Regions from separate parts of the Ctenopharyngodon idella genome. Here region 2 is linked to region 1. A link is a contact called in public Hi-C data. All regions are on one chromosome and are shown on one strand. The core of a region is the stretch at or near the end of the contact, and the rest is flanking DNA. Distances in the headings are between cores, read along the strand shown. Region 1 holds the start of brdt (bromodomain, testis-specific). Region 2 holds the start of znf644b (zinc finger protein 644b).

What was found. A called contact is a pair of places that touch in the nucleus more often than the background predicts.
Region 2: a contact with region 1 is called in a Hi-C map of muscle, with 4 times the contacts expected there. The contact joins the promoter of znf644b here to the promoter of brdt in region 1. A contact is called at or near these places in 2 of 2 Hi-C or Micro-C datasets (both in muscle).

What each region holds. Positions count from the first base shown.
Region 1 is chr6:15,829,696-15,835,716 of HZGC01, reverse strand. brdt (bromodomain, testis-specific) reads left to right here and starts at 2,450. Exons shown (of 21, transcript XM_051896679.1): 1 at 2,450-2,615; 2 at 5,094-5,390; 3 at 5,540-5,677; 4 at 5,776-5,917. The coding sequence starts at 5,193.
Region 2 is chr6:15,993,333-15,999,515 of HZGC01, reverse strand. znf644b (zinc finger protein 644b) reads right to left here and starts at 3,026. Exons shown (of 6, transcript XM_051897517.1): 1 at 2,481-3,026.

The DNA.
Region 1 (6,021 bases), core at 1,201-3,700:
GAGCACGTGAAGGCAGCATTATACCTTTAAGGCATTAATATGCACCCTTTAAGGGTAAATAAGGTACAAAGATTTTACCCCAGTGACAGCTTTTGTACCTTTTTTTCTGAAAGTGTATAAATTTGCATTTTGCTGCAATTTTGCAGCATTTTGCAGCAATTCAAGACATTATAAAAAAATACTGTTTTCATGACATAAATTAATTAAGATGAAATTTGGAGTGAAATTCACACTAATATCCTTCACCAGACCAGATTTTTTTTCTCTCTGATATCATAGATATAGTACTAAATCAGATCTTCTGCTGTATGAGTCTTATCTTATCTTAAATGATTTAGTGATAGCAGTATTACTCTGTCATTGCCAACTGATTTGATTCAAGGCAAAGAACATGCTGTCCTGACTTAGACTGGCCTTTTCCTTAGGGACTAACACCTCTTTCTGGACCAAAAGCCATTTTGAAACCATTTTAAAACCATTTACTAAAGAGTAGTTGATTGTGGGATTAACTATTAAGCCATTGTAAATCAACAAATAACTGACATTAAAGACGAATTGTATTTTGCTCATGATGTTTTCCATTTACAATTGCATTTGGTCAGCTGCATACATCATCATTTAGTTTTAAACATAAACAAAAGGATAAATGCAAGATCCTTTGTATGGTTGTTTGTGAGTTAAACTCCTGCACAGATGTATGTTTGTGTGTATTTGTTTGTGCAGGATATATTTGTTTACTGTTTCATTTTTTTATTTTTATTTTTTTATTCTGTCTCTGCCTCCTCCCCTGGCTTGTTTTCCCGAACAAACAGATTTATGTTGTCTGACTGAAATGTTCCGCTCCGTTCTAAAGGAAATGGAAATGCATTACCACTGCTTACAGTGTAAATGTCAGAGTCGTGATTTGCCACTAATGAGACAGCACCCTTGCAAGATGGAAAACTTTGTTTTGGAGCTTCATGCTGTCTTGAAAACATTGATATGCTGCTTTTGAGTGTCAATGAAGATGTACTCAGAGGCTTCATGTCATTTTTCACTTCTCATGCATATGTATGCCTTAGAACCAGGCCTACTCAAAGCATCCGCACAGACGGGGAGAAAGATGCGTCAAAATCTAGTCCTGAACACGAATCCCTGCCCTAATTCTTTGATTTCTTTTGTTTTGCTTGCATTTGTGATCTTTGTCAAAACCTTTGTATTAAATTGTTCTTAAAAAAATGAAAGAAAATAAGGAAAACCATCTGTAGATTTTTTTTTTTTTTTCATGCAATACAACCAGTGCATTGTAAAGCATAAGAACAGTGCACTGGTTGTATTGCATTTAAAAATGGAATGGCTCACCACATCTTCTTACATATGTAATAGCTGCATAGACACATAGATCCCTTCTTCCTTCTTGGTCATGGCCTGATCTCTCTCGATCTTTAGTTGTCAAAGTGCTTTCCTGTATAACACTTCTCATATATGAGAAGTGACCCATGAGGAATGTCGGGTGCTGAACTCTTGACCTTGGAGCCACATGATATGATGAAGCCTTTCATCTGAAGCATGAACAAATACAGGGGATGTTTATGTATAGTTACTTTAGATTCCCTTAAAGTTTTCTTAAAGACAAAAATGAGAATAAAAACAAACATGACAACATAAATCAACACATATGACATAAGTTATGTCATATGGCTCTCTCTAAATATTTATAAAAGCAAAGATAAACAGAGGACCGCGTTCACCCATTTTTTTGTACCTTTTGGTAAATGTGTCATTACCGTAGTAAGCTTATTCATAAGTACATGGGGTTATTTATAGGTAATTTAAGTTTTGTACAGCAGCACTGCAAGCTAGAAAACATAATGGAAGTTTTTTTCAATCCAAAATAAGTCATTTGCTGCCCTCTTGTGGAAAGTTTATTTTAAATCATGTTTTTAAATTAGTGAAATAAAATTGTCATCACAAGTCGTTACAAATCCTTAGAATTTTTCTTTCTTTTGTGGAATACAATGTAATGTTAGTTGGAATGAGTCACCATTCGCTTGTATGGATAAAAAAAAAAAAAAAATGCAATGAAAGTGAATGGTGACTGAGGCTGTCATTCTACCTAGCAATATTCTTTTCCAGAAAGAGAACTCTTCCATAATAACTGAACTCTTCTATGACAGTACTGTTCCTTAAGGATCAATTGTAGGGACGGTAGGCTATGTTGACAAAATCTAGGCAAAATTAGGCTAATTCTGAAAAATTGAGGAAACATTGTCTATTTGTAGAAATATATGCTTCCCAACACTATATGTATGTGTGTGTGTGTGTGTGTGTGTGTGTGTTGTGTGTGTGTCTTTCTTTGCATGCTGTTTAATGCCTGATTGTTATTTGAAGAGGTTTAATAAAGATTTAGAAATGTACGGAGATTCTAACACAAAAGATAAGGACAGCGTCAATTGAGAGGCCAATCACTGTCAAGAAAGTGCGCATGCGCATTAGTTCGTGTTCGCCTCCCCTCAGCATTGCTCGGTGCTCTATCATATCATAGTTCTCTTTGTGAGATTTTCAAGCTGCAGAGATGACCGATGTCCGACACTCGCTAGAAGCTGACAACCAAAGCCACGGAAAAGAGCCACAATGTAACCATTTAACAGACACTAAAAACGGGAATTGAGCTATAGCGATCGACAGAATGTTCTAGAATGGTCATGTGATGTCCGGAGACCAGTTATGTCGCAGTTTTAAAAAAATACTCTGACGTACATGTCTGTTTCTTAGTTCGTCCGTCGTCGTAAAAATAAACGTGATCAATTGTAAAACAGCATTTCGGGTATAAAAACAGAGTGTGGTTTCCGTGGGATACATTTTAAAGGAATATTTTCTCGGTGTTAGAGGCGCGAGGGGGAAGAAGGGAGCACGTGAGGGGTCTTGTCCAATGGGATTGGGCGCTTTCAGCAGGAGGGTATAAATACCAGGCGGTTGCCTTGAGAGACATCCGCCATTGATGACTAACCTTTCAAAGAAACAGAGTTATTTCAAATGTATATGATGTTAATTTGTTCTGTTGGCGTTGAAAACTAAGCTCAACAATCTTTCAGTCGTTTTCTAAGAGGGTTTTTCGGGCGCAAAGCATCAACAAGATCCTTCGATTGGTGAAGTTTTCCAGCAGAGCTCCTCCTGCACTGCAGCGTCTGTCTCAGTTCGGCAGTTTAAACTTTCTTTGTTGTGCCCGAGACGGAAAGGTAAAATTTTGGGTCCAAGTTGAGCTAGCTTCATTTAGCTGGCGGAATGGTTAGGGGAGGGACTGTTAACTGAGCTCAATGTCAGCATCTGACGGGGCGGGGTAATGTGTGGCTAGCCGAGCTAAAGCTAGCCAGGCGCCATTTTGTGGCTCGAGGCTTGATAACTCGGTTATCGGGGAATTCATGTAAACCTGTGTCTAATTACCTAAAGTGTGTTATATGCTCGTATAAGTTCCTAATACTGATAATTTAAGCAGATGCGACACTTCTGTGGCATTCATATTGAGCCGGAAGTTGGTATTGCGTCACCCATAAGAGGTCGTCAGGTTTATGTAACGCATGGCCCTGGATTGGGTAAAGAAACAAACAAAATTTTGCATTTAAACGCAACACATGTGCATATTTCACTCTCTGATCATAGTGAGCTGTTTATATTTCAATATTACATTGTTGGTAAATTTTGTTGACCTACGAAGTCTCTTTCTGGTCTGAATAGATGAATGTTATTTTCTTGTGTGCAGTCTTAAATTTGTCCAATTGGCATGCGCTTGACCACAACATAGACAAATTGTCTTAACGTCGCTACATTTGTATAGACTAATTGTAAACTTTGTTAGAGAATAAACATGAAATATTTCCTTTTCCTTCCAGTGGACTTTATCAATGAAAATGGACCTTTCCTTCTCCCCCCCCCCCTTCCCTCCAAAAACAGAAATACTCTCTTCCCAACCATAAGCAAACCAGTGTGAAACTAAATGTTTTTATATAGCTTACGAAAATTTAATAAAGTGGCATTTATTTATTTTTTAAATTGTTTTTCTTGTATAAATAAATTTGTAAGTCCTTAGGTTTCTTGTACAGTGATTTTGTTTTCTTTTACTTTTATTTAAATAAAGTACACATAATGATCAATATAACTTGTAAATGTTTTTGAGTATGAGAAAAAAAATATTACTGAGCGGGACGATGACCTTTTAGTTTGGGGTAAGTGTAATGAAGGATAACCTCTGTAGTTGAGCTGAATAAAGCTTGCTCAGAGACTATTTAAATAAATTCTGACTTTTTTATTATAAAAAAAAAAAATGTTTTTCACTGTCTAAATGGTAAAAGTAAGAGTCTTAGATTTATTGTTCAACTATTGGGTAATGTTAACTTAAGTCTTGAAGGGCATTTTAAGTTGGTAAGTGAAAATTGATTAGGGATACATTTCTATTACTACTAGCTTTTTTTATATTTGCCTTGGAAAAAATGTTGCAGTAATATAAATTTCTGACCTTTTTTTCCCTTTTTAAGAATGAAGTTTAGTCTTAAAGTCACATTGGCATTTAAAAAAAAAAAAAAAAATCTAAACAGCACTGGTGTTTTTTTTTTGGTTTTTTTTTTTTTTTAATGTGCTGGATAATCTTCGTTTATGGGAGAAAAATAGTTAGCATGTTCAAACTTTGATTTACTGCATTTTCGCTGTAAAAAGTTTCCTTGCGTATATCCGTTTGTCTAGTTATTTTTATTTTTATTTTTTTAAGGTTGTTTTGGGTGGAGTAAGACTGATCTTGTACTTCAACTTATAAAGATATCTAGTGGAGCTGAAAGGCACTGTAGTGTTCACTTATTAGGCAATAGAGGGCAGTGCATACCACAGGAAGCCTGCAGTAGTCCTTAGCACTGGACTAGAGTGCAATATTTGATCAACTAGAAATATTCACAGTATGCATTTATTATTAAAAGGTTATTACATTGACTTTTATATTTGTCGTAAGTATTTGTATGATTCAAATAGGCTTGTTCTCATCTGCTGCTTATTCAGATTTGCCTAAAGATAATAAACAGCAGTGCAGAATACCAGGAGTATGCTGACACTGCTCTCCCTGTTTACAGTGGCACAGGCAGTGGAAGTGTAATGCTCGCTGAGCTGCCTAGGCGTAGCTGCAAAAACCCTTTCCATACTGGTCACCACTCCCTGGATCAGTTCAGGCGATGTCTGATGTGAAACCCCCACAGAATTTCACCATGAATGGGAACCCCCCTCCCCCCGAGTTCAAGAACCCCAAAAAGCCTGGGCGCCTCACCAATCAGTTGCAGTATCTAGAAAAAGTGGTGATTAAGTCCCTGTGGAGACACCACTTCTCCTGGCCTTTCAGGCAGCCTGTGGACGCAGTCAGACTCAATTTGCCAGTAAGTCCCACAGTGCTCTTGTCTGTTTTATTTATTTATTTTTTATTAACTTTTTTTTTATTAACTTTTTTGTTTTACTGACTACACAGTTTGTAAGTACAAATCTTAAATAACCTCTGTTTTAAAATGTTCTTGCTTATTTAATTTAGGATTATTATGCAATCATCAAGAACCCAATGGACTTGAGTACCATTAAAAAGCGTCTTGAGAACAATTACTACTGGAAGGCAATGGAGTGCGTAGAAGACTTCAACACCATGTTCACAAACTGTTACGTGTACAATCGGGTGAGGACCTTGGTCTTGTTTTGTGTAAAATTGCTTTAAGTTGAAGAATTGATTTTCGACATTTGGTCTCAGACATTTTTGTATGTGTGTGGTTCCAGCCAGGAGATGATATTGTTAAAATGGCTCAAATGCTTGAGAAGCTTTTTTTGGAGAAGGTGGCAGAGATGCCTCAGGATGAGTTTGAGATCTCTGCTGTGACAAATAAAGCTCCTCTGAAAGGAGGAAGGAAGTCTACAACAGGTATTCTCACCCTAAAACCTTTCTAATTAAATAGATTAATGCCAAATTACTATACGTTTCAGGTTTTTGCGTTATGTTTGGTAATTGACGGTGGAAATAAAGTT
Region 2 (6,183 bases), core at 1,777-4,276, 160 kb before region 1:
TGCGTTACCTCATACTCTTGACAGGAAAATCAGAAACGGCGCCGGCGACTGTGGCATAATAAAAGTTTCGCTGCTCGTGAGGCGTGTGTTGCGCAATCGCTCCAGCGGCCTCGTTCAGCTCCCGCAACACTCCGTCCTGCTCTGCTTCATACTACAGTAACGTTAATAATCGCATCCATGAACATGATTTCTTCCCGAGTCCTATCCCGATTATTTCCACCGGCTGTGATGTGAAGACCACATGTCCCAAGATTCCGCGCTCAAACTTGGTGTCATCAAGCTACGCCTTTGTTTTGAATAGGCCTCTAGCGACCTCTAGCGGACAGAAAATATTACATATTGCACCTTTAAGACCGGTATCAAGTACTACAACACTAGAATCAAGACTTTTATTTTGAAAGACTTGCGTGAAAGCTGTTGACTCTTCTGTCAGACGCAGTTTAAGTAAGTAGTGCCTCAGAAAAACGCATTCCTGATTCAGTATTTGCAGTCAGATGAGATGTTGTCAAGCTATATGTCAGTGACATTATTATAACATTATTTTCGTAACTTGTTACAAAATAAAAAGTCTCTCACCTCAGAAAAACAAACTTTCCTGTCCTATCAAATGTTATACTGTGCTCGAAGAGCTCAATCTTCAATTGCATGTGCAAATGTGGCGGCGCGCACTATATTTTATATCACAAAGAGCAAAATAGATTATGAGCATGCAATGTCATAGTTACGTTGTCAATAAGTTATGAAATTACCAAAAAGTACCAATAAATTACGTAACTTCTACTTCGTATGTTAGCTGGGAAGGATTAGCATGCAGGTATGATGTTCATTCTATTCATCAGGAGCAGTGTCCATATGTTTCATTAACAGTTCATGTTAGTATTGTGTATTTACCATGGTAACTGCTTTCAAGGCCAGATTATGTGAGTGGTGCAGAGCGGAGATTGTGTCATCGTGAGTGTGGAGTCTTTTCTTTTTCACTGCTTGTTTCTATCCCTAGTTTAATTGTCTTGCTTATGGCTGAATCACGGCAGTGCTGATATACAGTCCAATTGCAATCTTTGTTATGATATTATTGAATTTATTTAGTTTATTTATAGATTTTATTAAATATTATCAAATGTGAAATTTTATGTGTAGGTAAAAAGTCTCTGAGTTACGGCTGACAAGTCACATGCTTTCAAGTCTAACATTGGACTAGTGAGCAAATGAAAATACCGAATCTTGACAAGGTTGGCAAAGAGCTTTAGGGCAAAAAAAAAAAAAAGGTGAAAGTTGGCATGAAACCAAAGATGTGATAGTCTTTTTCTTCCTTATTGTGTCATATATCCAAGTGAAACAGCTTCTGGAACAAAAAAAAAATTGTAAGCAGGACTTGATTTTGTTTGACGGAAATTGATTGGATCGCTTTTGTTGTTTGTTATTGCTGCAAACTCATGCAAGTGACAGGTTGTCCCGCCCTCGCGCCAGTGAACATGTCATCAGAGAAGAGAAGAGCTGTTGTTGAAAGTGGGAGAAGTTATTTTGATTAAAGATTAGGAGGGGGACATGAATTAAAAACAATAATAATGATGATGATGTGCACGTATGATTTATTTATAATAAATAGGCCTACTCCAATATTTCAGTATTTCATATTTTCAATATAAGATTTTTTTCAATTTTGATTTCATGGTGACTTTAAAGCAGGATTTTTCAGCACAAAAAGTTATCATGCAGTAAAACACAGTTTGTCCATCTGCAAGTCCAGAACTAACGGAGGTAAAGCAGGATTTATCAAAATGATGTCTACTGCCATACAGTAGGCCACACACATATCAGTGCTGTTATTTCATTTGAAAACACTATAAAATGTGCGTTTACAGCTATTAAAAGTTCAGGGGGCATGCAAGAATCTTTCACATAGGGCTTATTTTTAAGCACCATTCAAAATGATCGACTGTGGTTTACAAGTGAAAGCAATAGGCTGGCGGCATGTTTGTTTGCCGCGGTGCGCAAACGCGTAGCGCACAGATTCCCTCCAATCAAGGTCGCGCCGAGCGCCTTCAAGAAGAGCGTCTGAACACGTCTTCGCTCTTCAAGTGTCAAACCCGCGACTTAGAGGCCGCGACACAAACTCCCCGCTGACACGGAAAACGGCTCGTCTCATCCAGTGACTGACATCGCTTTGAATCGATTCTGACACCCACCTTGTAAAAGTGTGTATAAAGTGTTTTGCAGGGGGAAAACGAGAAACCTCAGATGGAAGAAGAGCGTCCAACTTTCCCCCAAATGCAATACTATTCAGAGCAATAGCGTGACAGCGGAAGGGTGAAATGTTAGCTTGCACGATTCGTGACTGGCACCGTGTTGACATACCTGATGCCCGTGTATTTAAGCTCTTGTTCCCATGCAAGGACTCACTGTACCCATCGCGCACTCATTTCTCAACACGGTCAAACACACATCCAGCAAGGGAAAACGTTTGTAAGCTTTAAACCTACCTTTCCAGAGAATGACACTATAACATGGGGCAAGTTTGTCATGGTACTTGATTACAGTCCTTTTTTTCGTCCTCCATCTGTTACAATGTCGCCATTTTGCCTAAAATTCTGCAGGTTGAACTAAAACTCCAGGAGGGATGTTCGGTCTGTGCGTACACAAATTACACCATATACGAAGAACAAAATAAATGTTTACCTTCTTTAAAAGAGAAAGTGAAAAGGCAAGGTCATGTTATTTTATCACGGAGAAATAGTTCATTGGGTCTTTATAAAGTGGGGTGATGGTGAGACATACTGTAAATCCCCCGCTCGCGATATGGATTATTCCAGAGACAGAGGGTGAATTCTTCTTGGGTGAAGTTACTGCCGGTGTTAAAAAAAATAGACAGAAAAAGATGGTGGGGAGGTGGACTTGCACACCTAGGGATGTGGTCAATAATAATGTCATAATTGGCTGGAATGCTTTTCATTTTATCAGGAAGTGATTATAAGCATTTTTTCTTTTTGTTGTTGAAAACCGTAACACTTTTAGTGGAGATTTTAGTTGTTTGATAATAGATACAGGCAATTGTCTTGTTTATAAGAATACAATAATGAATTCCTGAATTGCATTTTTTGTTTTCTTCTGGTTTTGTTGTTCACTGTTGTTTGTAATGTCAGATCACAATTTAAAGGAATGGAATAAGATGTTTTGCAAATCAGTTTTGTTACCATAAAGATGTGTCAAATGTATTTTAAACCACATATTTAAACTCTACATGCAGTGATAGAGTGTAATTGAAATTGAAAGTTTTCATTCATGACATTGTCAGTGACTGGAATCCATTTTTTAGAAGAATATTTTAAACCACTGGGTAAGAACTAGTGGGTCATCACTCATGACCTAAATTTCATATGAATTTACCACCAATTCGAACACCATTAAGGAAACTATGGTATTATGCCCCAAAAGCATCTGTTACAAAAGAAATGCCAGCATGGACAGTTGTGTGACATCCTAAAAAAAAAACATGAACAAAACTATGCAGGGTAAAAGAAAAATGAAGTGGTGTTCTTAGCCAGTTAGACAGTAGCAACACATATTTATGCAAAAGTGTTTTTACAATATGTACAAGCACAGTTATACAGTTAGCATATTACATTTTTGACGAATATGGGCACATAGACTTGTCTGTTATATAGGATATAATTGTGTAACATTTTCGTTTTAGACCAGTAGTAAAGGAGGGTCTGCCATTTATTGTTTGGGGGGAAAAAATTTAATATTTGTTAAACAAAAAGTAAGCTAAGCAAAGTGAAAGTTAAGAAGCTAAAGTTTTAATAAAATCAAATGTAGTAAATGTGCATCAATAGTATTTTTTTTTTTTTTTTTTTTTTTTCAACATTTTGATTTTTCTTATTTCGACCTGATTGGTGGAATCTTATATACAGCATCATGGGTAATGTAGTTTTTCACTACAAATTTCACTGTTAAACATGATTATTTTAAAACTAAGATGAAATAATGCGGGCTGATGGCTTCAACAGAAGCAAATGCTATCAATTAACAGCCTCGTAGCTCACAGTATGACTGTCTTTAAAGGTTTTTAAGTTATCGTTAAAAATCAATTTCCCTATGGAGAATGTGAATGGAGTTTTTACTTCTGGAACTTAACTGTTGCACTCTATTTACGAGAGAGAGAGAGACTGTGAGTGTGAATTACCTGTATCTGTACACTGTCTCTGTGTGATATTGAAACTATGAATTTAATTACAAAAACAGCAAAACAAAAAGTTATCACCTCGTTGCTGAGAAATATAAGGTAGCTTTCAGTAGTGACGCTGTTTTATTTATAAAATTCATGGGGAAGAAGTTGAAAACCAGTTTCTGTGTGTGCGCAGTTTCTATATATAAAGTTTCCACTTCAATAAAAAAAGTAATTCATTTTAGGAGCTGTTTACACAACACCATTTCAACTAAAAATGAAACACTTTGTATGCGTTTTGGCCATTCATTTACACAACAACAGCGTTTTGGGGGTTTGAAAATGCAAACTTTTGAAAACAGGTTTCAAAGTTTAAGTTTTTGAAAACAATACCGTTATCATCTCCGTGTAAACAACAAAAACGCGGATCTGTGAAAACGGTGACGGCATGCACATACAGTGCTCAGCGTAAATGAGTACACCCCCTTTGAAAAGTAACATTTTAAACAATATCTCAATGAACACAAAAACAATTTCCAAAATGTTGACAAGACTAAGTTTAATATAACATCTGTTTAACTTATAACATGAAAGTAAGGTTAATAATATAACTTAGATTACACATTTTTCAGTTTTACTCAAATTAGGGTGATGCAAAAATGAGTACACCCCACAACAAAAACTACTACATCTAGTACTTTGTATGGCCTCCAGGATTTTTATTGTCAGCACCAAGTCTTCTAGGCATGGAATGAAAAAGTTGGTGACATTTTGCAACATCTATTTTTTTCCATTCTTCAGGAATGACCTCTTTTAGAGACTGGATGCTGGATGGAGAGTGTAGCTTGCACCTTTCTGGTGTAATTATTTTCTTTCTCAGGTCTTGTGACATTTCTCTTTCATGTGGTGCCATTGCTGACAGCATGAAATGGGAAGGTGTTTTAACACCCTTTTATAGTCAACTTTCTGTTGGACACCTGTGTAATGAATAATTAGACTCACCTGTGGTTGAATTCTTGTTAAATTAGACATTTGTAGTCTAAAATTTAGCTTTGCTCCAGAGACTTTCAGTGGGGTGTACTCATTTTTGCATCACCCTAATTTGAGTAAAACTGAAAATTTTGTTCTCTAAGTTATATTATTAACCTTACTTTCATGTTATAAGTTAAACAGATGTTATATAAAACTTAGTCTTGTCAACATTTTGGAAATTGTTTTTGTGTTCATTGTTTAAAATGTTACTTTTCAAACGGGGTGTACTCATTTACGCTGAGCACTGTATGTATTATGTGTTTAGTCTATAGAGATGCGCATTTGGCGTGAGTGCTCTGTAAAAGAATGCATATGTGTGCAGGCGCGTAGTCTTTCTTTACAAAGTGACAGACAACTACTGACGTGGCATGCATAATACAGCGTTTTTAGTGATTTTCACGGATCCGTGTGAACGGGGATCGTTTTTACAGCGTTGTCATCTATACAAAGAAAAAACGTTTCCGTTTTTTTTAACATCATTGTCATGTAAACTTACCTTTAGTGTGAGCACATACAGGCATGTCTGATTCTTAATACAATCTTAAAAAGCTATCTTTGCCAAGTGTGTCCGACTGCGTCCCACAGCAAACCACGCCCCTACTAATTACGCCCCCCTACCTCAAGTTACGCGCCCTACAATGGAACAGCCATTTGGGATGTCATCAGAGCCCCTCTGAAATCGCTGATGTCGTCACTAGTACTGCTCTTCTATTTCATTTTCCTTGCTTTTTAAGCTTCACTATCGCCACCTAGTGATAAGGCATACAGATCGTATAACATATCACAAGACGCCGTAGTCATCCTGTTTGTTTTCATCAGGTTTTAAAGTATTTTAATTATGAAACTCTACAGTAAATTTTATTTTTATGAAAGTAGTAGGTTTAGGGCAGGGGTGTCCAATCCTGCTCCTGTAGGGCCACTGTCCTGCAAAGTTTAGCTCTAACCCCAATTAAACACACCTGAACCAGCTGATCAAAGTCTTACTA